2 separate regions of the Triticum aestivum genome follow, and region 2 is linked to region 1. Evidence: chromatin contacts called from public Hi-C data. All regions are on one chromosome and are shown on one strand. Each heading gives the region's core, a stretch centred on a gene start, on an enhancer-like site or on the middle of the called end of the contact. The rest is flanking DNA. Distances are from core to core; before and after follow the strand shown.

Evidence for each region. Hi-C and Micro-C count contacts between places; a contact is called where the count stands out from the background.
Region 2: a contact with region 1 is called in a Hi-C map of leaf, with 7 times the contacts expected there. The contact joins the promoter of LOC123045078 here to the promoter of LOC100873145 in region 1. A contact is called at or near these places in 2 of 5 Hi-C or Micro-C datasets (both in leaf).

Annotation. Positions count from the first base shown.
Region 1 is chr2B:391,691,644-391,695,923 of IWGSC CS RefSeq v2.1, reverse strand. LOC100873145 (transcription factor NIGTH1) reads left to right here and starts at 2,426. Exons shown (of 5, transcript XM_044468009.1): 1 at 2,426-2,763; 2 at 2,875-3,029; 3 at 3,155-3,575; 4 at 3,695-3,771; 5 at 3,900-4,280. The coding sequence starts at 2,430. The coding sequence ends at 4,121.
Region 2 is chr2B:391,905,677-391,909,956 of IWGSC CS RefSeq v2.1, reverse strand. LOC123045078 (mitogen-activated protein kinase kinase kinase 5) reads right to left here and starts at 2,495. Exons shown (of 11, transcript XM_044468010.1): 1 at 1,814-2,495; 2 at 406-1,053; 3 at 237-324. The coding sequence starts at 2,316.

The DNA.
Region 1 (4,280 bases), core at 1,177-3,676:
TGATGCATATTTGAGGGTGTTTTCTAAAAAAGAATATCTTGTGGCTGGATATTTCAAAAACCCCATGCATATTCCATTGTGAAATGATGTCACCACTCTAATGAGATAAAGATCAAAGTGGGGGCAATTCATATCTTCTCACGGATTGAGTCTCTAAATTCGACTTCGGGATTACTGTTTGTGCTTGATGTTTCTTTGTTACTTCATAGTTGTCAAGTGCTAGTTTTTACATGGACATGATATGTGTGTATTCTACTACTTGTGCGATAGATACACTTTCTATGTCCAAATATGAGGTATACATTTTTCACAAGAAAATACCTCATGACCATGTGTGACAACTATTTATATAAGGCATGCCATACTTTTACCTATTCTGGTTGTTGAAAACTTCAGAACTGAGTGACAACCAACCAAACATGCCTAGACTCTCACTAGTGAGACTAAAATGGGAAAGAAAATCGTCGCGCTTTTGCGAGAGAATGAAAATTGTACACAAGCTAAATTCAAAAGATAAAACGAAAGAAAATTATATTGACCATCCGCAAAAAATAAAGAAAAGAGAATCAACGACGCGCTTTTATGAGACAATGAATACGAACTTATTATGTAACCTCAGTGTTGTGTAGACATGCATATCTAGACAAAACAATGTATCCAGCTAATACAAATCCAAAATATTGAACGAATACGAATGCAATTAAATTTGTAATTTATGTACATATTACCCCTGTGTATTGTATCTGGCCAATATACTACCTTGATAAGATACACTCGTATTTGCCGCTTATGATTAATTGATACCAAAACTCAACATGTCCAATTAGTACCATCGCATATTTTTCTTTCTTCTAAGAGATATGTCTGTTACAATTGAGATGCTCCTTCATCAAGTATTCATAGGGTATATTCTTTTACGCAAGTGCTAGCGATTGAGAATGAATATGTATGCAATTTAATCTGTATATTATTTTATGCAAGTGCTAACGATTCAGATGCTGCTTCATCAAATATTCATAGGGTATACCTAAACTTAGTTCATATATAAAAAGTTAATGCTGATTCAACTTTCAGTTTAGTTTAGAGTGTCCTATAGTCCGTTGTAGATGATAACATATTCTGCATTTTACTTTAGGCTAGCAATGGATAAAATTAGTAATAATGACACCATATAGCATGCTAACTATCCTACGGGCCGGGTGATGCATATTTGGAGGTGTTTCCTAAAAGGATATCTTGTGGCTGGATATTTCAAAAAACCCATGCATATGCCACTGTGAAATGATGTCACCACTCTAATGAGACAAAGATCAAAGGGGGGCAATTCATATCTTCTCATGAATTGGGTCTTGAAATTCGACTTTGGGATTACTGTTGTGTTTGATGTTTCTTTATTACTTTCATAGTTGTGACGTGATGCATATATCCTACTAGGTTGTGAGGTAGAATACACTTTCTATGGCCAAATACGAGGTATACATTTTTCACAAGAAAGTACCTCATGGCCATGTGTGATAACTGTTTATATAAGGCATGCCATACTTTTACCTATTTTGGTTGTTGAAAACTTCACAACCGGGTGACCACCAACCAAACATGATCATGAAGTTAGACATGTATAGAAAATTGAAGTGAAGACGGTTTAGAGAGCAGTTTATGTCATATTTTTGCACGAGAAGTCAATGTTGATTAGAGTGTTCGGTGTTACAAGTTGCAAAACTAATATAACAACAAATATGGAACTTGACCCATGAGCGCAACTCACTATGTTCCGAAGAAGCATAAAATTGTACCAAAGCTAAATTCAAAAGATAAAACGAAAGAAAATCATAATGACCAACCGCAAAAATTAAAGAAAAAGAAACCAACCATGCACTTTTACGAGACAATCAACACGAACTTATTATGTAACCTCGGTGCCGCGTATGCATGCATATCTAGACAAATCATTATATCCAGCTAATACAAATCCAGAATATAGAATGAATACGTATACCATTAAATTCGTAATTTATGTACACATCCCCCGCTGTCTATCGTATCCGATCGATATACTACCTTGATAAGATACACACGTATTTGACGCCTACGATTAATTGCTTCCAAAACTAAACATTTCCAATTAATACGACCGCATATTTTCTTCTTCTTCTAATAGCCTGAACAAAAAGGCATTTTGCATCTTCCCTCTGACCCCAATAGCACAAGCTCAATCTGGTTGAAAGTGTGTACAACACCCGCAAAAAAAAAGGTGTGTACAAGACATATTTTGAATTTGTTGGCATGCATAGGCAAGTGGGCTAAAGCTTAAAAGCCATAAAATCCAAGGGCCTTGATGGAAACTGACGTTCATTGTAGCTATCTGTAGGTGACGTGAAAAATCGTCCTCGTCTCATCCTCGCACACTCTCGAGATTCTCCCCCCTCCCAATGCTTCTCCTCCTCTATATAAACGTCCCCATTCACCCACCTCCTCCCTCCAGTTCACATCCACCTCATACTTTCTCTTGCAACAAGTCAGTAAAGATTCCGTTTGGAGAGCGAGAGCTCCGGTGTAAAACCATGGGTCTGGATGTAGGAGAGATCGGCATGGGCGCAGATTTGAGCCTGGATTTGAAGATGTTCGCGGCCAAGAGCCTGGGGCGGGTGAGGGAAGCGCCGGCGGCCGCCATGGACGACTGTATCCGGAGGCTGGAGGAGGAGAAGAGCAAGATCGAGGTGTTCCGGCGCGAGCTCCCCCTCTGCGCACGCCTCCTCGCTGACGGTGAGAGAGAAACTTCTTGCTTGCTTGCTTGTGCTAGTACTAGCTATTATCCCTTTGTTGTTTTCTTCTTTTTGGGGAGCCTTTCTTGACGTGGTTTGGTTGCTTGCGCAGTGATTGATGTGATGAAGAAGGAGGTGGAGGAGAAGAAGAGAGGCGGCGATCGAGGAGAGGACAAGGAGGACGCCGGCGCAGGCGACAAGAGCAACTGGATGAGCACCGCGCAGCTCTGGACCGGCGATTCCGTCCCGGGGGACGATGCTTCCGAGGTAGGATCCGGCGATTCAGTTGCCCGCGTGCTTGCTTGTTGTCGATGAAGCATTTATGATCATTAAATCGTGGTGGTTTTATTGTGTTTGGGGTTCTGAAAGTTTGCGCCTTTTTACGATTGCAGAAGCAGGGTGAGAGGAGGAGGTCGTCGGTGCCGGAATCTCGCGACGGCGCTGCCTTACCGTTCAAGGCCGTGGGCTCCGGCGCGCCGGCGTTCGCGCCGCCGAGTTTGAGGAAGGATGACAAGGCTGTGGGGATGCCGGATCTGCCGTTTCTGTCGCCGGCACCGATCAAGACCTCTCTGGCTGCTGCTACCGGCGGCGCTGAAGAAAGCCGCCGTCAGCTTGTGGGATTTGCGCAAGAAGCGGCGAGGGCTGCGGCCGCCCTGGCACCGGCTGCCCCTTCCCTAAGCCTCCAGGCGCAGTCGCAGCAGACAGCACAGCAGCAGCAGCAGCAGCAGCAAGCGAGGAAGGCGCGGCGGTGCTGGTCGCCGGAGCTGCACCGCCAGTTCGTCACTGCCCTGCACCAACTCGGTGGTCCCCAAGGTGAGCGCTTCACAAATACTCCCAGAACTGGATATAATATCAAGAACACCCAGTAGATATATATAGTAGCAGCAAATTATTGAGAGCTTACATGGCTGTTATCCTTGCCATGATTGCAGTTGCTACTCCAAAGCAAATCAGGGAGCTGATGAAGGTGGATGGCCTGACCAATGATGAAGTGAAGAGCCATCTCCAGGTGAGCAATTCACCACTATCTTTCACAAACTTCTGTCCATGTACTACTAATGATGGAATTTATTACTAGCTTTTACTAATTTGCATTGACACTAATGTGAATCATGTATTGTTTTTCTTATGGTTCAGAAATACCGTCTGCACAACCGAAGGGCGCCAGGATCTCCGGCAGCCAACCGGCCGATCGTGCTCATGGGAGGGCTCTGGATAACTCAGGAGCAGAGCAGCTCCCAGTCAGGGGGATCACCTCCGGGGCCCCTAAACTTCTCAAGCTCAGGCGTAGCTGCCTCATCGGTGACGGTCAGCGGCGAGGAGGAAGATGGCAGATCAGAGAGCTATGGCTGGAAATGATCGATCAAGAAGTTATATTAGTGTTTGTTCAGAGTTTCCTGGTCGATTCCATGGCGCGCGATGACAGTGGTATCTTGAGAGATTCCTGAGACAGGATTGTAGTGTAGCCTTTTTTGTTGTATGCAGGGTGATCAAGCCTTGAGTGCTTTGAGATGAAAC
Region 2 (4,280 bases), core at 1,246-3,745, 210 kb before region 1:
TACAAGTATTTTAATGAGCACATTGCATACTACTGTCATATTTAATTGTTGGAAGAAGCACAATAAACTGAAGCAGCTAAGACTTGATTATCAGAATAAGAAATTCAATAGGAAAAATAACATATGAAAGATTCCCAAAGAACCAATGGAACTGATTGAAAAGAGAGTCAAATTCCCTGTTTTTGCAACAAAATCCAGCATGCACTTTCTTCAGATAATAAGTCAAATTTGATAACCTGCTCCAGTTGATTCAACGACTCGGCAGATTTAGCATCATCAGGAATTATGTTAACCTCTTTCATTGCACAAAGAGCTCCAGTGTTCCTACAAGCAAATGTCAGTACACAAACATCCAGAAGTCAACGAAGTAATAGTCACAATGATATGGAGAATACACTTCCATACCTATTGGTAGCTTCATATACACAGCCAAATGTACCACTACCTAGAAGTTTTCCTTTTTGCCACTGACAAGACACCGAAGGCATTTCAACTTTTGGAGCAGGCTGGTTGCTGAAAGATGTTTGCATTGGGCTTATAGCACTAGGAGGAAGTGGTAATGGATGCAAACTAACACCTCCATTGACTTCAGTACGTGAAATTTGGTTTTCTGGGAATAACTTTGGGAGTGGCGATGGAGGGGCACTGGTATTCCTTGGCATAAGAATAGGACTTCTGAATGTACTAGAGTAAGGAGATGGCTCTGAAGCCCCTGTAAGTTTTTCAGGCGAAGTCCGAGGAGATAAAGCTCCCAGAAAATCAATAGTGTGGATCGATGGAGCTGACCATGCTTGAGGAGCATGAGAAGATGCCACAGTAGATGAGACGTCAGCATTGCTCAATCTTCGAGGGCTGCCTACGGGACTGGAAAATCCACTGGTTGGAGCACTTCTAGTTGGAATGTTCAAACGGAAGTTCCCTGTTTCAGTTGAACTCTTATCCTGGAACTTGTCATGGAGTGCTTTTCGGTGGTGACTAGAGATAGGCCGCTTTGTACCATTTGAGCAGAAATCATTATGTTCAGGGAACTTTTGCACAGTCTGACCTGTCACCCTGTAACCACATGATTAGTAAGAACCCGGAAACGATGCAAGGAACAATGCAAGTTTAGATACAGATTTCTTTCAAGCTTAAATACAATATGGAGTGTACATATACATCATTAAAAGTAGAGAGGGAAAGGACCGGTCAGCAAATGAGACTTGGTAATGCAACTAAGTTGCTAGTAACAGCAGCGGATCCTACCACCCAAGTCATTCTGGTTACCCCACAATTTTTGTTCTTCAGTCAGATGTCATAGTGTAAGAACGGAGGTAAACCATTGATAAGAACTGCGATAACACCATCTCCCAACCAGGAACATTCTAGTTCAGAGAATGTTCTGACTTCTGAACCCCTGTCCTTTCATTTATGTAACTTACAATAAATACAAGCAGTGGCCAAACAATCATAGCAAGCTTTCGACTATTAGCTACTTCTGCCTGTAGATGGTTGGATTGCAACCCCACCTATCTTTCACCTCAATGTAAATCCTGAAGAGATTCATCTAATATTGCAATGGCTGGATGGCGTAATGAAAAACAGAAAGTAGTATAATTCATTGCAATCCTTGTAGCTTCCAACACATGTCAATCACATTAACAGGTCGCAAATTGTTTACGTGATAAAGGATCATAATTCTACCGTCGTTTCCTCAGCTCAGCGATCACGTTCAATCACACAACGGCACACAATTCGGAGCAGTCGACAATAGGGAAACTAAGATATCGCAAGTTGCAACAATTTTTATTTATTCATGATGTATCAACATTACCTCGGTATTTGCAAAGACGCCCTCTCGTTCCCGCCTTCCGCGACCCCCGCCGGGTCCGTCGTCTCCAGCTCTGCGAGGGGCTTCGGTGAGGGTGACGGCAACGGCAGCGGGTGCAACACGGGGGACGACGCGGACCTCGGAGGCGGAGCTACCACCCCGTCCGCGGCGTTGGAGGACCTCGAGATCGGGGGACCGAGCCCGACGGCATCGGATGCGGAGGCGCGCCCCCTGGCGTGCGGCGGCGAGGAGGAGGACGCGACGTCGATGCCGAGGTCGGCGAGCAGCGCGTCGATATCGTAGACGTGGCGCAGCTTCCGCTGTCGCGTGAGCTGCCGCGGCTGGCGGTGTGGCCGCGCGAGGAGGAGGTCCCCGGCGTCTTCGGACCCCGCGCGTCGCGGCTGTGAGCGCGAGGTGGACGCCCGCGCGGGGGAGGCCGGGGCGGAGGAGGCGGTGGTGGCGGAGCGGTGGAAGGCGGTCTTGGAGCGCTTCCACCACGACGGCATCACGGGGGCTCGCGACGAGAGGCTGGCCGTGGGAGTGGGGTTAATGGCATCGGAGGCGGAGAGGAGGTAGACGGAGACGACGACGACCACCACCACCTCCTCCCAGAAAAAAAATCAACTTTTTTTTGGGTGGTCTGTCGTTGTGATGTGCGGCGTTTTCGGGAGGGAAAAGAATGGAACGCACGCGGCATCCTGGAAGAAGGAAATCTTTCGAGTCAACTCGCGCCAGGGAACCCGTCCACTGCTTATTTCCATTTTTGCCACTGATGGCTTAGAGAAGCTAGATATATGAAATGAAAGGAGCGTCTGCGTTTTGGAGCTCGGCCTTCATGGAGGATGAAATTTTTGAAAAAATCAAAATCAAACTTTTCAGTTTTAACAAAATATGCACAAAAAAAAGTAAACAAAGATGTGATATGTATGGGTGTAAAATTTTAAAATGAAATACCATGACACGTGATTTGTGCAGAAGACAAATTTATGAACTTTGAGAACGAACAGTGCATCTACTAAAAAAGCCTTAGATTGTTTTTCTTGTCTAGCACTCATTTTAACGTATTTCGTTCTGAAAATTTACAAACTTGTGCATATGCCTCTAAATATATGTGTACCTTTTTCAAAAAGAAAGTGCAAATTTTAATTTTGATAATTTCAAATTCGGCTCCATGGATGCCGAGCTTCATTGAGTATTTTGGCGTCTGCATAGGTTGATAAAAGCGGGCAACACATGGATGTGAGAGCATCTACGAACGAACGCCCCAAACGCTCTGCCGTTCTAATCCAATACTACTCAAACAAAGACAAAACTCAACCGGTCCACCCAGACGCAACTCAAACGTCATGGCTGATGGGCAACCCCTATATTCAGCCCATATGTGAGGAAGATATGAGGACGCCTGAAGGCGCCCGCCACGTCGGATCCGGACTACTATGGCCCACTCGGACCCCACTAATATTCATCCCTATCTGCACTCCGAACCAAACCCTAGGCACACCACTCCACTCCACTTCATCACCAAGCTCATGTCGACAAACTCCGGCCTTCTCCGGCATGGCAGGAAGTGGATCCGACTCCGAGCTCTCCTGATCCGTTGACTCGAACCTTGTACCATGCAGGGACGAGCAGTAGATGGCCGTTCGAGTGGCTCTCCGCGGCTCCTGGGTGGAGTGCGCCTGACCTCGGCTGGACTCGATCCGGCCGAAATCCATTGCGTTCACTCAAATGGCGCATAGACCCGCCGGAGCTGGTGCCTCGAGGCGCGTGACCGTGGCATGGCCGAAGGCGGTGACCACTGTCTAGCAGTGCAACCTCTTAGATGGCGCCTTGTCCCGCGACATTGGGCTCCAAAATGAAGGTCAACGATGCCATGGTTTACGGCCAAACCGCCCAAGAGCCGTGGTCTTCCCCCCATGCGAGGCAGAGGGCGCGGGATGATGTTGCGGCCCTCAAGGCGGAGCCGGCGGAGTCGTGCACCAACTTGGCAGCAACGAGGAAGGCCTCTGTGCAAGCATCACTGAGAAGCGGCAAAGGAGGGTGACACACGCCCTCGCAAGGGAGCAAAGTCGGGCAGTCTATGCCATGGTCGAACTGCCCCTCCCCCCCCCCAAAGGGGAGAAGGAGGAGGACAACTACAAACCGACAGCTCCGGTAGTGGGTAGATCGGCCTATATCCGTTTAGCGTCTTCGACTGCTACTTCTGCAGAAAAGATGGCAAGGGCAAGGGTGGTGTGGATGAACTTCTTGCATTGTCGTTTCATTTGTAGTTACTAGAACATGTAAACTATTGGTAGTCTGATCACATGTGTGTTCAACTACGTATGTAATCTAGCGTTGCATGAGACTAGTATTGTCGGTGTCTAGGAACCAAACATTAAGGTGTGCGAACACCCCGTTTGGGTTCGGCCGGGGACTGAACACGTTACATCCCTAATGTAGGGAAATTTAGTAGAAAACAAAAAAAATC